Regions from separate parts of the Capra hircus genome. Here region 1 is linked to region 2. A link is a contact called in public Hi-C data. All regions are on one chromosome and are shown on one strand. The core of a region is the stretch at or near the end of the contact, and the rest is flanking DNA. Distances in the headings are between cores, read along the strand shown.

Region 1 (7,006 bases), core at 1,137-3,636, 110 kb after region 2:
TAGTTTTTTTGATGCAGATCTTGAATGTGGTACCCAGAGTCATTCCAGAGCACCAATCAGTTGAGCAGATAATTATTTTGGTATTTAATCGGTGATAATCTCAATATCAGGTAAAGTGATCACTAAATGAGGTTGTACTTTGTCTTTTACAGGTGGGAAGAAGAACGCTATCCTGAAGGCATCAAATGGAAATTCCTAGAACATAAAGGTCCTGTATTCGCCCCACCATATGAACCTCTTCCAGAGAATGTCAAGTTTTACTATGATGGTGAGTTGTTCCAAGGTTGTCCAGTTCTTGGCCAAGCAAAGAGTATGTTCTATTTAGGAATAGAAAGCGGGGAAGCATCTTGTTCTGTATTATCCTTTTTGTTTATTTCATTTTGTTCTCATGTCATTGTATGGTTTGGGGAAAGGGCCATCAGGCGTTAATCCTTAAAACCTCATTTGGTACAGGAAAAGTTCCGTGAGAAAGGAGCTGTCTTATCTCCCTTGTTTCCCATTGAGTCGTGGTCTCAAAAAGGTCCAGCTACATAGGTCGCAGCCAGCCCTTGGTCCACAAGCTAAATGTTTTTATCTGAGTGACATTTCTAAGGAGCTACTCTTTATAAGAGTTCTTAGAAAAGACTTACTTCAATGGTAGTATTTTATTTTACTGATACAATGCAAGCTCACAAGCTACTCACTGCTAGAAATAGAATTAGTGCTTGGTTGAGGACTAATTAATTAGCCTGCCATCAGCCTCTAGGTAGGGCTGGTAGGTGTCTATCACTCTATGGCATAACACTGTGCAGTTGTCCTTTGTGCAGTCAAGTGTGATGAGCTGCTCTGAGGAAATATCCTGCCTAGTTCTTTGAGAACACCCTTAGACCTCTGTCCTTGGGTTGAAAATTTTGAGAGTAGTCCTTGATGCTCCCTTATTGGCATAAAGCAGTATGCAGATGGTAATTCTCAACTTATTTCCCTTATTCCAAGGGTTTTCTCCAGAAATACTCAATTGATTTCCCTCATTCCAAGGATTTTCTCCAGAAATAACCAGAGTATTATTCCTCAAACTCTCATGTGCTTTAGATTTAACAGGTGGATCTGGGCTCATTTAATTGATACTGAGTGATCATGGGTGCTTCTGAACCAAGTGGTCTGCTGACCAAACTTTGAGAAACTAAGCCAGGAGAACTGCTGAAAAGCATGTCTCTGTCCACCAGCAGTGGTTTCGGGCCATGGATGCTTAAAGGTCAAGGGGTAGTAGTTTATACTGAAAGGCTGGGTCTTGCAAATGAAGAACATGTCAAACTGGAATTTGTTGTTTTAAACTGTATTTATTCAACGTGCTATATTCAGACACCAAGACCCAGCAGTGGACAATACTGACGAATCTCTGGTCTCATGGAATGTGTGATCTCGCAGGATTTTATAGCCTCATTCTAACCTGTGTTGACTGGAGAGCATGGGACAGAATTCTACTATTAGCCCTCATAGTGGTCATTCTGGAGACTCTGCAATTTAACTCAAAGCCAAAACTCCAATGATGAGAAAGAGCCTTAGCTAATCATAAAAGCGCAGATATTCTATAGCCCTAGTATAGGTTTACCTTTAGAGTTGAACTTTGGGGGACGCAATTGGTGAAGCCTAACTTTGAGGTCCAAAGTGATTTGAAGGGAAGCTGGGTTCCTTTCTTTAGCCTTTGGGTTTCCCTTACTTTCAGAAATGGGAAGCCAAGGCTTGAACTAATCGTTACGGCTCACCCTGGTCCCTTCTACATTCTTGCCCTACCGGAGCTCCAGCTCCAGGGCTCTCACATTTTCTCATTTGGTCTTTCTAGAATTTCTTCCCTTTGATTAGGTAAACTCCCACACTGCAGTAAGTCAAAAAGTTGTATTTGACTTACTACCAAGTTGATAACTGTCAGTCCTGCCTACTCTCTAGGGAAGAGACTTCTCAGACTCCTTAAGTGCCTGCCAGGGAGGAGGGGCACGGGCTGGCCGAAGCAATGAGTGACCTCTGAGAACCTCCAGTTTTCAGCTCTGACTCAGCAGTTTCTTATTCCTGGAACTCAGCCATTCCTACAAAGCACTACTCTTGCCAGGAACCTCTAAGTCATTCTCCTACCGTTCTACTGCTGGGAGCTGTCATTTCATCTCTTGGCAGCTCATCTAAACAGGAGGTGTCACAATTGCTTTCTCTATTGGGACAGAATTCAGCAGAATTTCCCAGAGTATACCAAATGTATGGGAGAATAGCTTACATTCTTTCTTGCCTTTTATTTCATTTGTATTATTCTTAGTGACTTACTGGTTTCCTTTATATCGGAAGCGTGTTACATCTTAACTGGCAACACTGGTTCAGACTTGAGTGAATTCTGAAGTGCAGGAACCTCTCGAAAAGCCAGCCTGTCCTTCCCAAGCTGTGTTGTCTTTGGAAGGAGCTAGAAGGTTTAGAGGGGAAGTGGTGCCACCTGTTGGCCTTTTAAAGTTATAGATTTCAAGCAGGTTCTTTCTGTCTACCCTGAAAATTTCAGTTTAGAGCTGCAGTTTACTGTACCGTCCCTGCAATCGGGGATGAAACTGTCTAACCATCATGAGATGAGATATCTTCTGAGTTTTGAAATACATGGAATTTGGGTTAAGTTTTAGTTTTCTGTAATAAATGTGAAAATCCTTGGTGAATTACTAGTATCTATGTAACAGGTAAGGCAGTGGAAAAATGTGTATAATGCCACAAACCCCTGTCATCCCTGTGTTCTGGATGAGTCCTGTTTCCCTGAAAGAGGCAACTTTATAATAATGCCTGTGTTCCAGGGCATTTCAAACTCTGGTGTGTACACTAGCCACCTGGGGGTCTCATTAGAATGTACGTTCTTGGTTCAGTCGGTCTGGGGTGGGGCCTGAGATTCTGCATTTCTGCCAGACTCATGTGATGTCAGTACTGCTGGTCCATGAACCATACATTGAGAAGCAAAGTTCTAGAGGAAGGTCTTACTTAAATTTTTTCATATGGGATATCTGGGCTTGCCTGCTATGAATATATATATTTTTTAATTCATATTCCACCCACCTAACTTTGAAGAAGAAAGATGCCTATTTCTTTTCCCCACAATTCCTTTCTTCCACTCCCTGTCCTATCCCTTCCTCCCCTTCTTGAACAGAAGCTGTTTAGCTTAGCAGTGGCAGGAGTCCCTCTGAGGATTTGATTTTTAAAAACCATTGAAGAGGTGTAAAGGACCCTGCTTGCTGAAAGGAAAAGGAAGAGTGACTGGGCCTCCCCCAGGTCATCCCTGTCCTGAGCAGGCTCCTGGGAACAATTTACTGGCATAGTCTCCAGAGAATGACCCAGGTAAATATCGACTAAAGAGAAGGAAAATTCATACAAGTAGATGTTAATCGATAATACTGTTTTTGTTGTTGTTGTTACCACGCGTCACCAGACCTTTATATATATATACCTTCAGAAGGTAAATAAACCATTATGAAAGAAGATGTCTCCAGAACCTCAGTGTTTAACCTCAGAACATGAATACAGCACCTCATTTTTTGGAACCACTTTTGTCTCTAGGTAAAGTCATGAAGCTGAGCCCCAAAGCGGAAGAAGTAGCTACGTTCTTTGCAAAAATGCTCGACCATGAATATACTACTAAGGAAATATTTAGGAAAAATTTCTTTAAAGACTGGAGAAAGGTATTGTAGCCCATGTATTAATATCCTAGCCCCTTAACAAAAACACTGATCTCTACTACTAAGTAATAAATGATAATTTAACCAAAAGAATTCCCTGATATACAATTTGAGTTTTATGAATTTTATTATATTGAAAGTTGGGGTTCCCCCCTGTTCATTTACTGTATTATATAGGTTTTCAATCCAATAAGAATAACTGTGTTTCTTTTCCTCTTGGCTCTCCTGCGGCTGTAGCCGGGAGAGTTTATCAGATAGGTCAAACAGAAACCTCAGCTCCAGTTGAGCAAAGGAAAGTTTGTCTCTCAGGACTGCCCACTGTCTGCTATTACAAAGAAACATGCATTAGCATTGTCCTGTTCCCTTTTGATTCATGCTCTTTAGCTTTAGGTACTTTGTGCTCTTAACACCACATATCCTTTGTCTGCTGAGGTGATTTTAAACAATTTCCTTATTAATTTGGAGAATGTGAACAGAGGCTGAGCTGAAGTTCACTTTCTGAATAGCTGTAAAAATAAGATTTAATAAGTGAATAGAGCAAGGATGTTTCTAAGAGAGAAGGAGCGTGGAAATGTTTCATCACTAAATGATATATATATATTTGTGTTTCTCTAGCTGTGGTATTTATGCTTAGAAGATTGTGGCAATGTGCTAAGGAGTCTAAGAAATGACATGAGTGTTACCCTTTTCACTGTTGTTATCCTAAATATTTTTCTACCACGTGCATATTTTATAATAGAACAAGGAAATAAAAGCTTCTTTTTTTCCCCAAAATTCTCAAGTTTAGATTGACTGCCTCAGATACTCTTGGACTGAGAACATGATACTTTGCTGTAATTGTGGAGAAACTTGAGGGCTTATTAGTTTATTTACTGTCTTTTTCTGTCTCCCCCTTTTCTTTTAACTAGGAAATGACCAATGAAGAGAAGAATATTATCACCAACCTCAGCAAATGTGATTTTACCCAGATGAGCCAGTATTTCAAAGCCCAGACAGAAGCTCGGAAGCAGATGAGCAAGGAAGAGAAACTGGTACTGCAGAATTTCTTAAACCTCTGGAGAATTTTGAAATAGTGATTAGTTTAATTTTCTGATTCCTACACTAAAGATTTAAGATTCTTGGCCTAGTAAAGTCTCGATTTTTTTAAGGGTTTCACGTAGACTAAAAAATGTGAATAGGCATTATGTTTAAATGGCTCAATATGAGCTGGTGTTCTGTTAACCTAAAAACCAGCCAGTAACCTCCAGTAATACAGTGTTTAAGGAAGAGCATGTCTGACCTACAGTGGCTCCTAGATGTTAGGGACTTAAGACAGATAAAATCACATTGGCTATATCTGTGTACACACACAGACACAGACACACACAGACACAGACACACACAGACACAGACACACACACACGTTCTCTTTCTTTGACCTGTTTTTAGCCACACTCATCCAACTACATCATCTACCTGTGGCCAACCTCATTTCTGAAGGATCTTTCTAGTATCTGAAAATGGATGTCACTTTCTAGGATGTCACTTTCCTCTAGAATATTGGTAGGCAAACTATAGATAGGCTGCTCGTTTTTGTACAAAAGTTTTGTTGAAACATGCCACATCTAACTTGTTTACCTATTATCTATGGTCGCTTTCAGCAGTGGCAAAGTTGAGTAATTACAACAGAAACCGTATGGCTCTCAAGCCTAAAACATTTTCTATCTAGAAAAAGCTTGCCATTCCCCGATCTAGAGAATCAAGGCTGGTGTTTGACTTTTTTGGCTCAAAGCTGGGATCAAAAAAACAGGTTAGCGGAGGTCTGGAAGTTAAGTATTTTATATACCTGGCAGTTACGTATTTTAAGGAATTCTTGGCACTTCGAAGCCTTAAATGTCAGTATCTTAGATTTACATGTTTATATAATTTAGGCCACTGTCTCTATGTAACTCACTGTTTGAGAGTACCTATTTGACCTTTAGTTTAAAAAACTAGTTACTACAGAGATGGTAAGAATGATACCTGCACTGTGCTTTTCAGTCTCAGTTTAGTCGTCTCAGTATTCCAAACTAGTGAGATTTATTTTATTTTTCACTTCAGGGGTGTTTTTCAAACTAAAATCCATGTCAGGAGGTTTTATAAGTATCACCATGTCAGAGCCTTGCCAAGGATACCTGTCACCAGCAGGTGAATCTTTATCTGTGCCCAAGGCAGCAGGACTTAGTTTAAATCTAATTGCTGAGTATAATATCAATATGAGGGAAGGGTTAGCACAGGCTAAGGAGGCTCCAAATCTTTCTGTCTTTTGGAGAAAGGATCGCAGTGTGAAATACATGTACCGATATACTAGTAAAGAATCAATAGCAAGTGTCTTTGTGCTGGAAACCCCGTGTGAAATAATGTTCATATGAGAATTTTAAACTCTTAAAAAACTCTGGTTTTCCAGAAATTCTTGGTGGTCCAGTGGTTAGCTTCTACTGCAGGGTGCCTGGGTTCGATCCCTAGTCAGGGAACAAGGTCCCACAAGCCATGCAGTGAAAAAGAAAAGAATTTCATAGGTTTTCCTTTATCTGAATTTGTTTCTTAGTGATTTTTAGACTTTTCTCTACCTGGACCTGTTCTCGCACAAGAGCTAAGAAATGTGTAAGTAGAGAACAGTAGATTGAATCCCCTTTGAGTACTTTTTGGCTGTCTTCCAGAAAATCAAAGAGGAGAACGAAAAATTACTGAAAGAATATGGCTTTTGTGTTATGGACAACCACAGAGAGAGGATCGCCAACTTCAAGATAGAACCTCCTGGGCTTTTCCGTGGCCGCGGCAACCACCCCAAGATGGGCATGCTGAAGAGACGAATCATGCCTGAGGATATAATCATCAACTGTAGCAAGTGAGCACAGTTCGTCCTTTGGCCAGAAATGAAGTGGGTGGCTTCCTTTGTTCTCGGTAGTTTGGATTTTTCCCCCACATTACAGAAGACTGGGAGCAGCATGGTATTTCTGTGTATAGATCTTCAGGTGCTTATCATATATTGTCTGGTGAGGAGGAAGCTTGGAAATACACGCTCACAGATTCATCCACTTCCAGTGATGAAAAGTGAAATTGGTCACTACTTCCCACCTCACTGCTCTACTGCTTTATTTCCACAGAGATGCCAAGGTTCCTTCTCCTCCTCCAGGTCATAAGTGGAAAGAAGTCCGACACGATAACAAGGTTACTTGGCTAGTCTCCTGGACAGAGAATATCCAAGGTTCTATTAAATACATCATGCTGAACCCCAGCTCACGAATCAAGGTAAGTGGTAGCCAAGAGCTGCACCAGTTAGTGGAGCTGAAAATCTCTTGTCATTTTATTTGAAATCT
Region 2 (7,678 bases), core at 1,212-3,711:
AGGCTCACAGTCCTAGAGAACAAACTTACGGCTTCCAGGTGTGGGATGGGGAGCGGCAGGATTGGATGGCGGGAAGGGGTAGTTAGGGAGTTTGGGGTGGACAGGTACACACTACTGTATTTAAAATGGATAACCAACAAGGACCTACTGGATAACACTTGGAACTCCCCTCAGTGCTATGGTGCAGCCTGGATGGGAGGGGAGTTTAGGGGAGAATGGATACATGTATATGTCTGACTGAGCACCCTCGCTGTTTACCTGAAACTATCACAACACTGTTAATCGGCTATTGCTGATCAGTCGCCAAGTTGCACCTGACTCCTCACGACCCCATGGATTGCAGCATGCCAGGCTTCCCTGTCCCTCACCACCTCCCAGTATCTGCCCAAGTTCATGCTCATTGCTTCCCTGGTGGCTCAGAGGGTAAACCGTCAGCCTGCAGTCCAGGAGACCTGGGTTTGTTCCCTGGGTCGGGAAGATCCCCTGGAAAAGGAAAAGGCAACCCACTCCAGTACTCTTGCCTGGAAAATCCCATGGATGGAGGAGGTTGGTGGGCTACAGTCCATGGCGTCGCAAAGAGTCAGACACGACTGAGCGACTTCACTCGCTATGTTCATTGCACCGGCGGCATCCAACCATCTCATCCTCCAATGAGATGGGGCTATACCCCAATACAAAATAAAAAGCTTTAAAAAAAGCATGTGTACGTTTGTCTATTACTTGTTTAATAGAGAGGGAAAAGAGGGGAGAGGAGGAAAAAGAAGGAGGGAAAGACGGGAAGAAGGAAAAGGGGAGGGAAGGGGGAGGGGAGAGGAAGGGGGAGGGAACCCCAGAAGCCAGATCTGGGCAGAGGTGCCGTGGGACCTCCGTGCTGCCCTGACCTCAAAGCAAAATAAGAGGGCTGCACCCACAGGTCCCTCCAGCCCTGCGCTCAGCCCAGGCAAGCCCCAAGGTGACCCAGTCCTGCCTCCAGCCAGCCCTGCCCCCCCAAGCAGCGCAGCTGTGCCACACAGAGAGAAGAGGGGCCTGGGACCGTGCTCTCCCCCTCCCAGCAGCTCGAACTGATTAGCCTCCTGGGGGAGAGGGGAGGACAGGGTCTGGTCAGCCGCCCAGCTCCACGCTGAGGACTTGGTGGAGGGAGGCTTGATTAAATAATTACACAGAACCCACTGAATAATCACGCAGGCTCCAGAAATAAGGAGTCCCTTCTGAGGAGGCCCCATTACTGATTTGGGGGCCTGTGCGGGTGTCTGTCTCCTGCCAGTGAGAAAATTACCCACATAAGGCCTCATTTGCAAAATGCATCCCAACTCACTCCATCCCCTCCCAGCCCCCGGCTGCACAGTGTAAGCTCTGTTCCACGGCTGAGGACCCCGAGGCTCAGAGCCGCTGCTGGGGCTAGTTCAAGATCCTGGGATGAGGGGAGATTCCAGCTCTGACTACCCAGGGGGCCGATGCCAGGGTTCAGGACTGAAAGATCCTCAGAGAGGTCTTGGGTTTCGTTTGCTGTTTTTGCTTCCCCATGAGGATTATTTGTCATCTTTCCATTTTGGAAAACAAATCTAAAACCGGCCCCATGAGCCTTCCCAAGATTAGCTGCTGCCAAGAGAACAGGCCAGTGTGTGAGGTGAGAGGTGGGACCCTCACCCCACACACAGGGGACCCTCAAATCCCCCCACTGCAGCTGTCCTCGTCCCATCCACCCAGGCTGAGCTGTGACTGGGGAGCCCAGCTGTTCCACGGGCTCAGGATAAGGGCCAGGGGGGGCTGGATGGACAGGAAGATTCCAGCAGCCCTTCCAGACAAGCATCTGGTTTAACGGGACTCTCCATGGCCCAAAGCAAGATGTGCAAAGCCGGCTGTCTGCTGGTCCAGCTTCCCACCAGCCAGCCCCGTTGGCTCATTTATGCCGGAGCAGCCCAAATTCATTAATAATGATTAGTCTCTTCCTCAAGAAGAGGCTCGCAATCAAAGGGCCATTAAAATTAAGTGCTGGAGGAACATGGTGGGGGGGAGGGGGAGAGGAGGGTGGGAGATGGGCAGCAGAGCTGGGCATCAGTACCCCCCGGGACTCTGACACCCCCTCTGCCACAAGACCTTGGGTCAGTCACTCCTCGGCCTCAGTTTCAAGGACACGAGGCTCAGTTTCACCATGTCTGAAATGGAGGGGCCGCTGTGACTACCAGGTCAATGATAACATGAGTGGAACTCCCAGCTGGAGGGAATACATCTTGGGGGACCCTAGGATGAGCCCCCTGGCACCAGGACCCTGGGGAAGTTAATGGAAGGGGAGAGGGATGCTCCCTGCCAGGCCAGACCTCTGAGAGTGCCTCTCGCTGCCCAGCTGGGCTCACTCTGGTTCCTGGGTCACACACGACCCGACCCCCTGACCCCCGCCACTGCGAAGTCCCAGCACACCGGGCAGAGCATCAAGAGCAGTGTGGGAGGGGAGAGCGGGCAGCCACAGCCCCGAGACCTCGGAGGAGACGGGACCTCAGCGCCCCCACCTGCTCACTGGTTTCTCGGAGTCTCAGGTACAGAGAGGAGGCCCAAGGCCGCCACGCTCAACACCCCACTGACCCTCCACTGCGCACGTGACAAGAGTCCAAGACGCGGCCACCCTCTGCTGGGGACAACCTGGAGTCCCACACACACCCGGGCTGGGGGAGGAGCGGCAGGAGGCGGCTGCAAAGCACACCCAGCTGCCTCTCAAGGAACAGAATTCAAACAGGAACAAAGGAAAGAAGCAAAAGAAGGGACTTCCCTGGAGGTCCACCGGCTAGGACTCCACGCTCCCCATGCGGGGGGCATGGGTTCAATCCCTGGTCAGGGATCCCCACCCCACAGAAGAAGAAGAAAACAGAATCCTGCAGTCTATCACGTCTGGCCCTTCCTTGGGAGAAGGGGAGATGCCAAAACTCCAGAAGTGCTGAGCGCGGGGTTGAGGTGGCTGCCTGATGCCTCTTGAGGACAGGAAATGCAGTGTTTCAAAGGCCCCTGTTATGCCAAGTGCTCAACCTTGTGACTTCATCCGACGACCACAAGGACACCACAAGGTCAGAATTAGTCATTCCTGTTTTACAGAGGGAAAAACTCAGCCTGTACAAGATGCCATGTCTGGGACGGTCACGGTGCCAAAGCCAAGATGCAAACCCAGAGGGACGGGGTGGGGCGGGAGGTGGGAGGGGGGCTCAGGATGGGGGGGACACTGTGGCCGATTCATGTGGCTGTTTGGCAAAAGCCATCACAATATGTAATTATCCTCCAATTTAAATAAACTAATTTTTGAAGTGGGGGAGCCAGGAGCACTGGATTCTGACTCTCCCCTCCCCTTTTCCACTTGGCGGCCAGGAGGTGGGTGATGACTGGAGTGGTAATTACAGCTGACACTTCCCAAGCCCCATCGGGACGAGGCCACAGCTCCTGCAGCTCTGAGTCACTCCCTCCTCCCCACAACTCTCCTCCCATTTCAGAATGGAGACGCGGAGGCAGAGTGGCGTTCAATGACTCGTCCAAGGTCACGGGATAGGGACACGGCAGGGTCAGGACTCCGCTGGACGGGCAGGGTCCAGCCTCACCTCCCACTGGGCCGCTGGCACAGTGCTTGGAACAGACCGGCTGGTCCGTAATAAACATTGGACAGAAGGAGGGATTAGTCGCAAGAGGGAAGACAACAGATTAGCACAGGGTGATGGTCAGGAGGGGCTGTCCTGAGCCAAAACAGCCTGGGTTCAGATCCCAGTTCTGCCACTTTATAACTGCAAGCTTCTTAAGTTGTCCCCGTGTCCATTTTCTTATCTGAAAGACGACTATAATAATAGCTCTTGGGGCTTCCCTGGTGGTCTAATGGTTAAAAATCTGCCTTGCGGTACAGGGGACGCCAGTTCGATCACTGGTCCCGGAAAATCCCACATGCCTCGGAGCAACTAAGTCCATGCACCGCAACTACTAAGCCTGAGCTCTGGAGTCTGGGAGCCGCGACTACAGAAGCCTGAGTGTCCTCAAGCCCGTGCTCTGCAACAGGAGAAGGCCCTGCAATGAGAAGGCCACTCACCACAACCAGAGAAATCCCGACTTGCAGCCACGGAGACCCAGCACAGCCATAAATAAATAAATGCATGTTTAAAATAATAATAGTTCTTACCAAAGAGTGTTCTTTAGAGCAACAAGGGGGTTCCTCCACAGCCTGGCACCTGCTGCGAGCTCTGTCCTGCTGCGGATGAGCGGACGGCAGGCAGCCCTGAAGCTTTGGACCAGCTCTCAGCCCAGCCCCAGGGTATTCTTACAAGGCCACCAAGGGCGGTCAGACTCCACGCATGCGCAAGACCGAGAAAGCCCGCATCCTTCATTTTGGCGCCCCGGGCGCCTGACCGCCTCACCCTGGTCCCAACTCTCGTCCGTCCGGCCTCTAGTTTCTGTCTGGTCTCCCCTGTTCTCCGGGGGTCCTCTGTTTCCTCCACCCAGAGGACAGGGGCTCTCAGACCAGTCCTGCAAGGGTCTCCAGCCTGGTGACAGTAACCTCCCCGTCACAGAGAGATTAGAGCAAAGGCCAAATGGCCACTTGAAGCCTACGGGACAGTATAACTACAAGGAAGCTGGAAGCGATTTCGAAGCTTGGAGCGAGCTGATGGGGTGAGCATCGCCGGTGTGATCACAGCGCCATCTGGTGGTAATGTGGGAGATGGTGCCCCCATCCTTCACAAAGAGGGTATTTAGACGTTTCAGTTCAGCTCAGTTCAGTTCAGTCGCTCAGTCATGTCCGGCTCTTTGCGACCCCATGGACTGCAGCACGCCAGGCCTTCCCGTCCATCACCAACTCCCGCAGTTTACTCAAACTCATGTCCGTCGAGTCGATGATGCCATCCAACCATCTCATCCTCCATCGTCCCCTTCTGATACCAAGCCCTGTTGATGAATTGTTTTCGTACAATACATCATTGAATTCTAACAACACTCTAAGGAAGGTATTGTTACCCTGTTTACAGGTGAGGACACTGAGGCTCAGACTCTCAAACTGAATTGCCCAAGAAAACAGCCAGCAAGTGGCAGAGCCTGGACTGTAGCTCAGACTTTCTGACACCAAAACCTTCCCTAAGCCTCAGGGGAATCCATGAAAAAGAAAATAGATACTTCCCCTGGCCTCACAGAGCTTACAGCCTAATTGGGGCACAGAAATAACAAATTCATTTATTAAGCATCCACTCTTCATTAGGTGGGACTTCCCTAGTGTCTCAGATGGTAAAGAATCTGCCTACAGGGCAGGAGACCCAGGTTTGATCCCTGAGTCGGGAAGATCCCCTGGAGAAGGAAATAGCTACCCACTCCAGTATTCTTGCTTGCAAAATCCCATGGGCAGAGGAGCCTCATGGGCTACAGTCTATACAGGGCATTAGGTGCTGGGGATGAAGAACTTGGCCAGGATCCCTGCCCAAATCAAGCTTGTGGGGAAGATGGACATTAATTAAACAATCACACAAATAAATATTATTGTCGTTCAGTTACTCAGTCATGTCTCTTTGCAACCCCATGAACTGCAGCAAGCCAGGCTTCACTGTCCTTCACTATCTCCGAGAGCTTGCTCAAACTCATGTCCATTGAGTCAGTGATGCCATCCAACCATCTCATCCTCTGTCATCCCCTTCTCCTCCTGGCTTCAGTCTTTCCCAGCATCAGGGTCTTTTCTAATGAGTCAGCTCTTTGCATCAGGTGCCCAAAGTATTGGAGCTTCTATGTCAGCATCAGTCCTTCCAATGAATAGTCAGCGTTGATTTCCTTTAGGATTGACTGGTTTGATCTCCTTGCTGTCCAAGGGCCTTCTCCAGCACCACAGTTCGAAGGCATCAATTCTTCAGCACTCAGCCTTTTTTACTATCCAGCTCTCACACCCATAAATGACTACTGGAAAAACTTTGTAGCTAAGTAATATCTCTGTTTTTTAATACACTGTCTAGGTTTGTCATAGTTTTTCTTCTAAGGAGCAAGCATCTTTTAATTTCATGGCTGCAGTCACCATCTGCAGTGATCTTGGAGCCCAAGAAAATAAAGTCTGTCACTGTTTCCACTGTTTCCCCATCTATTTGCCATGAAGTGATGGGACTGGAGGCCATGATCTTCATTTTTTGAATGTTGAGTTTTAAGCCAGCTTTTTCACTCTTCTCTTTCACCTTCATCAAGAGGCTCTTTAATACTCTTTGCTTTCTGCCATAAATATACAACAGTGGAAAAAGACCTGAAGGAAATGTATAGATCGTGAGACTGGATTTCAGACTGCCTACTTGCCCTGGGGTGGTGGCAGCCCGGGGCAGGGCAGGAGTGGGGGATGGGGGGGGCGGGAAGCAGGGAAATCTTCACTGAAAAAGTGATGCCTTGAGCTGAGATCTGGAAGATAAGTGGGACTTAACTAGGCAAAAAGGCATTCATTTATTCATTAGCACATGAAGGCAATGTGGCAGTCAGCCTTGTTTTCATTTTTTGTTGCACGTATAAAAATCCAGAAATAGAGGGATTTCCTGGTGGTCAGTGGTTAGGACTCAGTGCTCTCACTGCCATGGGCCCACGTTTGATCCCTGGTCAGGAAACAAAGGTCTCACAAGCTGCATGGGGTGAACGACAACAAAAAAAAAAGTCCAGAAATAATACACAGAATATTTGCTTTTGCAACTTGCTTTTTTACTCCACATTGTTCTTCAGATCTTCGCATGTCAACACATAGAACCATTCGCTTCAACCAAGGAGGCCCTCATGCCATTGACGCCTGCCACGTGCACTGAGATTTGTCCATCCATGACCCTGCTGATTTCATTTGGCTTGTTTCCACATTGTCTTGCCTACAGACAGTGCTACAGCCAATAGCCTCCAAATGGGTGAATCTCAAAATGAGGCTTTCCAGGTGGCTCAGTGGTAAAGAATCTGACTGCCAATGCAAAAGATGCAAGAGGCTCAGATTCAATCCCTAGGTCGGGAAGATCCCTTGGAGGAGGAAACGGCACCCCGTCCAGGATTCTTGCCTGGAAAATTCCATAGGCCGAGGAGCCTGGTGGGCTACAGTCCATGGGGTGGCACAGAGTCAGACATGACTGAGCAACTGAGCAGAAAGTGCACATATGTTAGAGTTCCCCTGAGGTAGGGACCTGTATGCTTTTAAATACTTTTCAACACCATTTTGGTGGAAATGGGGAGAAAATACATTTCTGTTGTATTAATAAAGAATGTATCTTTCTGCCATCCTTCTGTGCTGCCACAATAGTACAAGTGAATGACCTGGCTGACGCTTTGAAGAATATCAACAACGCAGAAAAGAGAGGCAAAAGCCAGGTTCTTATCAGGCCGTGCTTCAGAGTCAGCAGGCTTCTAACTGTGATGATGAAGCACAGTTACATTGGAGGGTTTGAAATCGTCACTGACCACAGGGCTGGGCAATTGTTGTGAACCTCACAGGCAAGCTAAATAAGCGTAGAGTGATCAGCCTCAGATTCAAGATCTAGGAAAATGGCAGAAAAACCTGCTCCCATCTCGTTAGTTCCATTTCATGGTATTGCCAACCTCAGCAGGCATCATGAACACTGAAGAAACAAGACGAAATCACACAGGAGGGAAAACCCTTGGATTCTTCTTCTAGGAATGTGTTTTTGTTCATTCGCTCTGTTGTGTCCGACTCTTTGTGACCCCGTGGACTGCA

What was found. Hi-C and Micro-C count contacts between places; a contact is called where the count stands out from the background.
Region 1: a contact with region 2 is called in a Hi-C map of liver, with 2.3 times the contacts expected there. The contact joins two enhancer-like sites. A contact is called at or near these places in 4 of 5 Hi-C or Micro-C datasets (blood and liver).

What each region holds. Positions count from the first base shown.
Region 1 is chr13:69,328,480-69,335,485 of ARS1.2, forward strand. TOP1 (DNA topoisomerase 1) reads left to right here. Exons shown (of 21, transcript XM_018057867.1): 9 at 153-268; 10 at 3,550-3,671; 11 at 4,577-4,699; 12 at 6,347-6,534; 13 at 6,794-6,938. Among named protein-coding and RNA genes, the nearest start is that of PLCG1, 35 kb to the right of the region's middle. Within about 2 kb of position 2,387, at least 1 of the 5 cell types and tissues checked has an H3K27ac peak or open chromatin away from gene starts, as enhancers often do.
Region 2 is chr13:69,214,685-69,222,362 of ARS1.2, forward strand. It overlaps the pseudogene LOC102181611. Among named protein-coding and RNA genes, the nearest start is that of TRNAW-CCA, 24 kb to the left of the region's middle. Within about 2 kb of position 2,462, at least 1 of the 5 cell types and tissues checked has an H3K27ac peak or open chromatin away from gene starts, as enhancers often do.